Regions from separate parts of the Ovis aries genome. Here region 1 is linked to region 2. The links are chromatin contacts, called in public Hi-C maps. All regions are on one chromosome and are shown on one strand. The core of a region is the stretch at or near the end of the contact, and the rest is flanking DNA. Distances in the headings are between cores, read along the strand shown.

Region 1 (3,328 bases), core at 570-3,069, 200 kb before region 2:
ATACCTTTTAGGAATGTCTAGTTTATAGACAATTCATTTCAGAGCATCAAATTTTATTTATTCAGAAAAACCTAATGTGGTAAATATAGCCTTGGCAGCTACAGAAAATGGGAATGGGGTCATGGACTGTATTGATGTATCTATTTTGTGCCAAATGTTTCAGAAGTTTTGAGGTGGTGCACTTATCTAAGGTTTCAGAAAGCAAGAGTTTCCAGAACGATAAGAGAAAGGGGCTGACTGTACAATATTCAAAAAAATACTAGCTTTCAATTAATATATGAATGTGTTTTGCATGAGGAGACAGTTTCCTAGCACACAGTAAACATCCTTACAGCCCCTTGAGTCACTAAGAGCAGAGCCTGAGGCCTAACAAAAGGTCTGGGGTTAAAAGTTTCTTTTTTCTCTTGTAAGAAGTGGAGGGGGCTTCAGGATTGGGAACTCGTGTACACCCGTGGCGGATTCATGTCGATGTATGGCAAAACCAATACAGTATTGTAAAGTAAAATAAAGTTAAAAAAAAAAAAAAAGCACTCTCTGGATCTGAGAGATCCTGGTGATTTGACTTTGGACAAGTAATTTAATTCCTTCTAGTCTGTTTCTGTAAATGGAGTCAACAATACCTGGTAGAGGAGTTACAGGAGTGTGGGTGGGATGATCCGTGTGATCATGTTATGTAAACTATAAACCATAAGCGACTAAAAGTTAGTTACTATTTTGTACAAGACTGGCCTAACCTTTCCTGCCTATGTTCCTTGTCTGTAAAATGGGTACAGACCAAGGCCTGAGAGCTCCTGAACTTGAGCAAGTCATTTCCTTTTCGGAAGTGTTTCCTAGCAAGGTTGCCCAAGTATTGGAGCAACATTATGAAGATCAAATGTTATCGTGTATGTAAATGCTATGACAAACATATACCAAGAACGTAATAAATGATAGCCGTTATTACTCTCTGAGGGTAAGGAGCAAACAAAACTACTTAAAAGACTTTGGATATGTACTTAAATTCTGTACACATCCAAGGTATTTTTATTTGCACTGTAAACTGCAAAGACGTACATGGAACGAGGAAACAAATGGCGCCTGTGCTTCCCAATGGCGGGGGAGGGAAGGCAGTAAAGGGGACTCAATAGCCTCAGCGGCTTGTAATAGAGGCGGGAATAAGAAGAAAGGAGTGTGACAGAAAAAAAATTAAGTAACACTCCGAGAATCAATTCACCATTCTCCGCCTTTTTCTCTCATGACCTCCAGCCTTGATTAGACCATTTCACTCAGCTTCCCAGCCCGCCATGTCGCTGGACATATATTTACTGTACCTTCTTCACTGAGAGCCTTTCATTCCCCTCCCCTTCTAGCAGTCGTGAACTTCAGACCCTCTGCTTCCGACACCCATTCCCTTTAACTCTGTTTTTAACCAAGCTTCCCTGCATCCTTCCCTCCGCCTAAGGGGGAAGTGAGCTTGGTCGCACCGCAGGGCATCCTAGGAAATGTGGTCTCTCATACTCATTTCGCTTGGGCCTTAGAATGGGGACGACGACAAAAGAGATTGAGCTAGAACTACAACTACCGGAAGACAACGTGAGTGAGTCTCTTCCTGTCTGCCCCCATTCCTATTACTTTCCTCTTCCTCCTCTCTCCGGGCACCGAACCGCTTTGCCTCACGGTACTTGTAGTTCTTTGTGGACCCAAGCTCCTAGTACTTGACGGCCAGGCGAAAGGCTGAAAGACTCTAATTCCCAGAGGGCAGAGTGAAAGCTGCGCCTGCGCAGTCTCAGGGAGGGCGTGTATGTCTGTGTGTCTGAGGGAGAGAGAGCGAGAGTGAGTGAGTGTGAGTGCGGGGTAGGGTGGTGGCCGTTACGTTCGGGGCAACGGCTACGGCAGTGGAGAAGTAAGAAGAGAAACAACGTCCGGCGCTTCCGCCTTCGCTTAGGAGGAGGAGGAGCTGGTAGGGAAAGGAAAGTGATTCGCCCTGGGCCTGGACGAGACCGAGTCGGGCCGGCGGGGGTCTGGGCTATGAGCCTTTGAGGGTCGCTTGGGACGCGGAGCGAGACTCGAGAGCCGAGAGCTATGTCTCAGCCGCCGCCGCCGCCTCCGCTGCCGCCGCCGCCGCCTCCCCCAGAGGCTCCGCAGACTCCGCCGTCTCTGGCAGCGGCGGCGGCGGCGACTCCGGGGGGGCTCTCAAAGCGGAGAGACCGGAGAATCCTTTCCGGGAGCTGCCCGGATCCGAAGTGCCAGGCGCGTCTGTTCTTCCCGGCCTCCGGTTCCGTCAGCATCGAGTGTACCGAGTGCGGACAGCGGCACGAGCAGCAACAGCTGCTGGGGGTGGAGGAGGTGACCGACCCGGACGTAGTGCTTCACAACCTGCTGCGGAACGCGCTGCTCGGGGTGACGGGGGCACCCAAGAAGAACACGGAACTGGTAAAGGTGATGGGCCTTTCAAACTACCACTGCAAACTGCTGTCGCCCATATTAGCTCGCTACGGAATGGACAAACAGACTGGCCGGGCTAAGTTGCTCCGGGACATGAACCAGGGCGAGCTGTTCGATTGCGCTTTGCTGGGTGACCGCGCCTTCCTCATCGAACCGGAGCATGTCAACACGGTGGGCTACGGCAAGGACCGCTCCGGAAGCCTCCTGTATTTGCATGACACCCTCGAGGACATCAAGCGGGCCAATAAAAGTCAGGAATGCCTCATTCCCGTGCATGTGGACGGGGACGGGCACTGCCTGGTGCATGCTGTGTCCCGGGCCCTAGTGGGCCGGGAGCTCTTCTGGCATGCCTTGAGAGAGAATCTTAAACAGCACTTCCAGCAGCACTTGGCCCGGTATCAAGCGCTGTTCCATGACTTCATTGATGCTGCTGAGTGGGAGGACATTATCAACGAGTGTGACCCTCTGTTTGTACCGCCTGAGGGGGTTCCCTTGGGTCTGCGGAACATCCACATATTTGGCCTCGCCAATGTGCTTCATCGCCCTATTATTTTGTTAGATTCGCTCAGTGGCATGAGAAGCTCTGGTGATTATTCAGCCACCTTTCTGCCAGGGCTCATCCCTGCAGAGAAGTGCACCGGCAGAGATGGTCATTTGAACAAACCAATCTGTATCGCTTGGAGTAGCTCTGGTAGAAACCATTATATCCCGTTGGTAGGCATAAAAGGGGCTGCTTTGCCTAAACTGCCTATGAATTTGCTTCCTAAAGCATGGGGTGTGCCTCAGGACCTCATTAAGAAGTACATCAAACTTGAGGAGGATGGTGGTTGCGTTATTGGAGGAGACAGAAGTTTGCAGGATAAATACTTACTTCGGCTTGTTGCTGCTATGGAAGAAGTCTTTA
Region 2 (3,513 bases), core at 896-3,395:
AGTAAGGATTTTGTAGGTTTCTTTCTCTCTTCCCCAAACAGATCCCACTTGAAGCTTAAAAAAAAAACACCTGGGATATAAATACTGATAAAGATTTAAGTATAAAATTAGGATTAGGACTTCCCTAGTGGTCCAGTGGCCAGGATTCCACACTCCCGATACAGGGGACCTGGGTTCAATCCCTAGTCTGGGAACTAGATCCCACATACTGCAACTAAGACCCAGCACAGCCAAATAAATAAACATTAAAAAAAAAAAAAAAAAAACTGAGATTGAGGATTATTACCATTATTTAGTGAAGTCCAAATTTATCATTTACAGCAAATTAATGTTTTCAGTGTTGAAAAGCATCAAATTTTGTTTTTGAAAGAGACACACTTTCAGTATTATATCTGACACCGAAAGCAGGATGAGTTTTTCTAATAAAAGTGGTCTTGCTGAAATCATAATGTAACTGCTATGTTTTCTAGAAAGTAAATGAAAATAATCTGTACCAGGTATCCAGGTCATTGGTTTTACTTAAAATGTAACCTTTCTGTTCCCACATGCTTTGATAAATACACAAACTTGTCATCAAAATAATGCAGAAACCAGCTGTTAAGTCTCTCCCTTAAACCCCATCCAAAGTTTAAAGAGAGGGAAAAAAAAGGCTGTTTAAAAGTAAAACTCATTCCTAGTTTTCACAGATTCTTTCCCTAATTCAGATGTTCTTAAATACAACCTTTAATCTCCAGCCAGAGTTTTGGTTGTGGGAAATACATTAATTTGTCCAGTCCAACATTTACATATCATCTTCAGAGGAGGGTAAACCTGGCCCTTTAACCTCAAGCTCAGTGAAGGCAGTGGCCAAATCTTGTGCATCTGGGTACTGTATCTAGAACTTAGCATTAAGTACAGTTCTTGGTTTAGGAGAAGGTCCAAGGATGAAATTTACTTCCTCCTCTTTCCTCCTTGGTGTTGCCCCCCTTTTCTCTTGCCACTCAGGCCGGGAGGTCCGGAATTCATCTTGCCTCCCAAACCCCCTTTCCTCTTCCCTCCTTGGCTGGGCGGGCCCCCCTTCCTCTTACCCCCGGGACCCTGTCGGGCCCCCTTTCTCTTGCCCTTCTGACTCATTTTCCTCCGCTTGGCCGCCTCCTCCTGGTCCTCCTCTCTCATCTGCTTATTGGTGGCCCTCGTAATGTCCAACTGAGGCTTTTTGCTGTTCATCACTCGCAGCATCTCCAACTGGCTCTTTCTCTCGGCCGCAAAGTCCCCGAAAAGAGGCTGAAACTTCCTCTTCTTGCCAGAGCCCCTGGGCGCCTTCTCCTTGGGCAGGCGCTCCTGGAAGCGCCCCACAGAGGCAGTGGAGACCTTGGCCACCTGCATGGCGCGGCCCAGCTCCTCCTTACTCTGGTGTCCAGTAGGGTGCATGCCGGCCGCGCTGGGCAGCTGCATCTTGTGCGCGCGGGCCAGGTTACGCAGCCGGTTCAGTTCGTTCTTGGCCACCCGTTCCTTCTTAGCCTGAATCCGCTTGGCGAACTGGTCCTCCATGGGGTCGGCATTGCCCGGCACCTCGATCAGCCACTCCTTGGTGTCGTCGCGGGCTCGCTGGTAGCCCCAGCGGCGGCGCCACTGGCCGCTCACCTCGTCCCACACCAGATTGGTTTTCTTCTTGGGACGGATGCCCTTGAGGCGCGCAAACTGCTGCCAGCGAGTAAGAGGCCGCGGCCTGGGCACCGGCTTCTCGCGCGGCAGACGAGTGCTGGGTTCCGGCAGCCGTGCCACCAGCGCCTCCTCCACGCGCTCGGTAGGCAGCTGCCACAGCTGGTTGATGAGCAGCTGCGTGTTGTCCCGCGCCAGGGCCCTCAGCTCGGCCTCCTGTGTGGGTCCCGCGTGCCGCAGCCCGGTCGGGGGGTTCCGGTCAGAGGCCAGCAAATTACCCAGGTCGAACTCCAGCTCCAATTCCTTCTGCACCGTGATGCGCTGTAGCTTCTCTGCCTCGTCCCGCTCCGCCTTTGCCAGCAGCTCCTCCACGCTCTGGCCCTCCATGGCTCCGGTTCGGCTCGCTACCTCTGGGAGACAGTTCTAGTCACGACTCCTCCTACAAGGGTTAAAGCCGCGGCACCCCAGACACGTGCGACTTCCCGGACGCTCGACCCGGAAGAGAAAGTTCCGCTTCCGGGGCACCCGGAAGGGGCTCAAGGAGCGGGCTACCCGAGGAACGGCCGGCAGAGGGCGGTGTTAGAGAGCAGATGAGATTAGAGGCAGCCTTTGGGGTGGAGCCCGGAGGTAGGCGGAGCCGAATCTACGAATTCCGAGGCCTGATTGGGACCTTGGCTCCCAGGATGCCCCTGCGGGAGGGGGTGGTCCTGTGCGAGCTGGGCAAGTTAGGGGGCCGCGGACTAAGCGGGCCCGGGAGCGACTGTTAGTTTTAGTGTGTGTAAAAGTCAGTTCTCAAGTTGTTTAGCCAGTCATTTTCACCAGAGCCTTGACACCTGTTCATGGTGTGCCCCCGGGTGTGGGCACTTCACCTGGGGATGTACAGAAAGCTAAGTGGAGACGGAGACTTTGTTTTCTTTGGGAGCGAGCGGGTCTGGCGGTTAGACCGCCCTGAAGGGGCGCGGCTGTGCCCCCATCCTGGCGACTTCAAGTCTGGTCTCCGGAGCCCAGGGCCACCTTCTCTCCTGGCTGATGGCAGAAGAGCGCGGGGCTCAGCTGTTAGACCGCCGGGGTTCCGACCTTGACCGCTCTGGTGTTTGACCTTCGGCTGTGTAACTTGTTTGTGCCTATTCTTAAACCTGTAAGATGGGGTTGCAAATATTACCTCCCAGGTCTGCCGTGAAGATAAATGAGTTAATATGCTCCCAAGGGAGCTTACACTGGAGTCTTGGGCATATGAGTGCTCAATAAATGTGAGCTAAATACCAGTAATTGTTTAATTCTCATCATGGCTCTGGGAACTCTGCTGAAAAGGCAGTCTTATACAGTGATTAAACACCAGGTTCTTGAATCAAGCTACCTAGAATAAGATCTGGGTTTCTTGTACCCACATTGGTCAGGTTGTTTAACTTAAGTCCTATTCATAAGTTGATGAATATGAATCATTAGTTCCTGGTACATTGTAAGCATTCAGTAAGTGTTGGCTACTGTTATTCACTATATTCCGCTGGTGACAGAAGCAGGCTCAGAGAAGTAAAATGACTTGTCTAAGGTTATACAGCCAGGAAGTATGGGAGCAGGAGAAGTCTAAACTCTGGCTCTAAAACTACATACATATTCTCTGCAATGTCTTCCAGACTCTTGATACTCAAAAAAGTGTGGTCTGTTGACCAGCAGTACAGCAGCATCTGGGAGCTTATTAGAAATGCAGAGTCTCTGGCCTTAGCCCAGATGTTATGACTCAGAACTTTTATTTTAACAAAATATCTTAGTGATTAATGGAAATGAAAGGGGTTAGTTGCTCAGTGATCTCCAGAATTCTATGAACAGAGAAGCCCAGCAGGCTACAGTCCATGGGTTCTCAAAGAATTGGAT

What was found. Hi-C and Micro-C count contacts between places; a contact is called where the count stands out from the background.
Region 1: a contact with region 2 is called in a Hi-C map of muscle, with 4 times the contacts expected there. The contact joins the promoter of VCPIP1 here to the promoter of RRS1 in region 2. A contact is called at or near these places in 4 of 16 Hi-C or Micro-C datasets (mesenteric adipose tissue, muscle, skin fibroblasts and 1 more).

What each region holds. Positions count from the first base shown.
Region 1 is chr9:43,856,186-43,859,513 of ARS-UI_Ramb_v3.0, reverse strand. It overlaps VCPIP1 (valosin containing protein interacting protein 1), which reads left to right and starts at 1,819. Exons shown (of 3, transcript XM_004011714.5): 1 at 1,819-3,328. The coding sequence starts at 2,062.
Region 2 is chr9:43,654,975-43,658,487 of ARS-UI_Ramb_v3.0, reverse strand. It overlaps RRS1 (ribosome biogenesis regulator 1 homolog), which reads right to left and starts at 2,145. Exons shown (of 1, transcript XM_015097790.4): 1 at 501-2,145. The coding sequence starts at 2,028. The coding sequence ends at 931.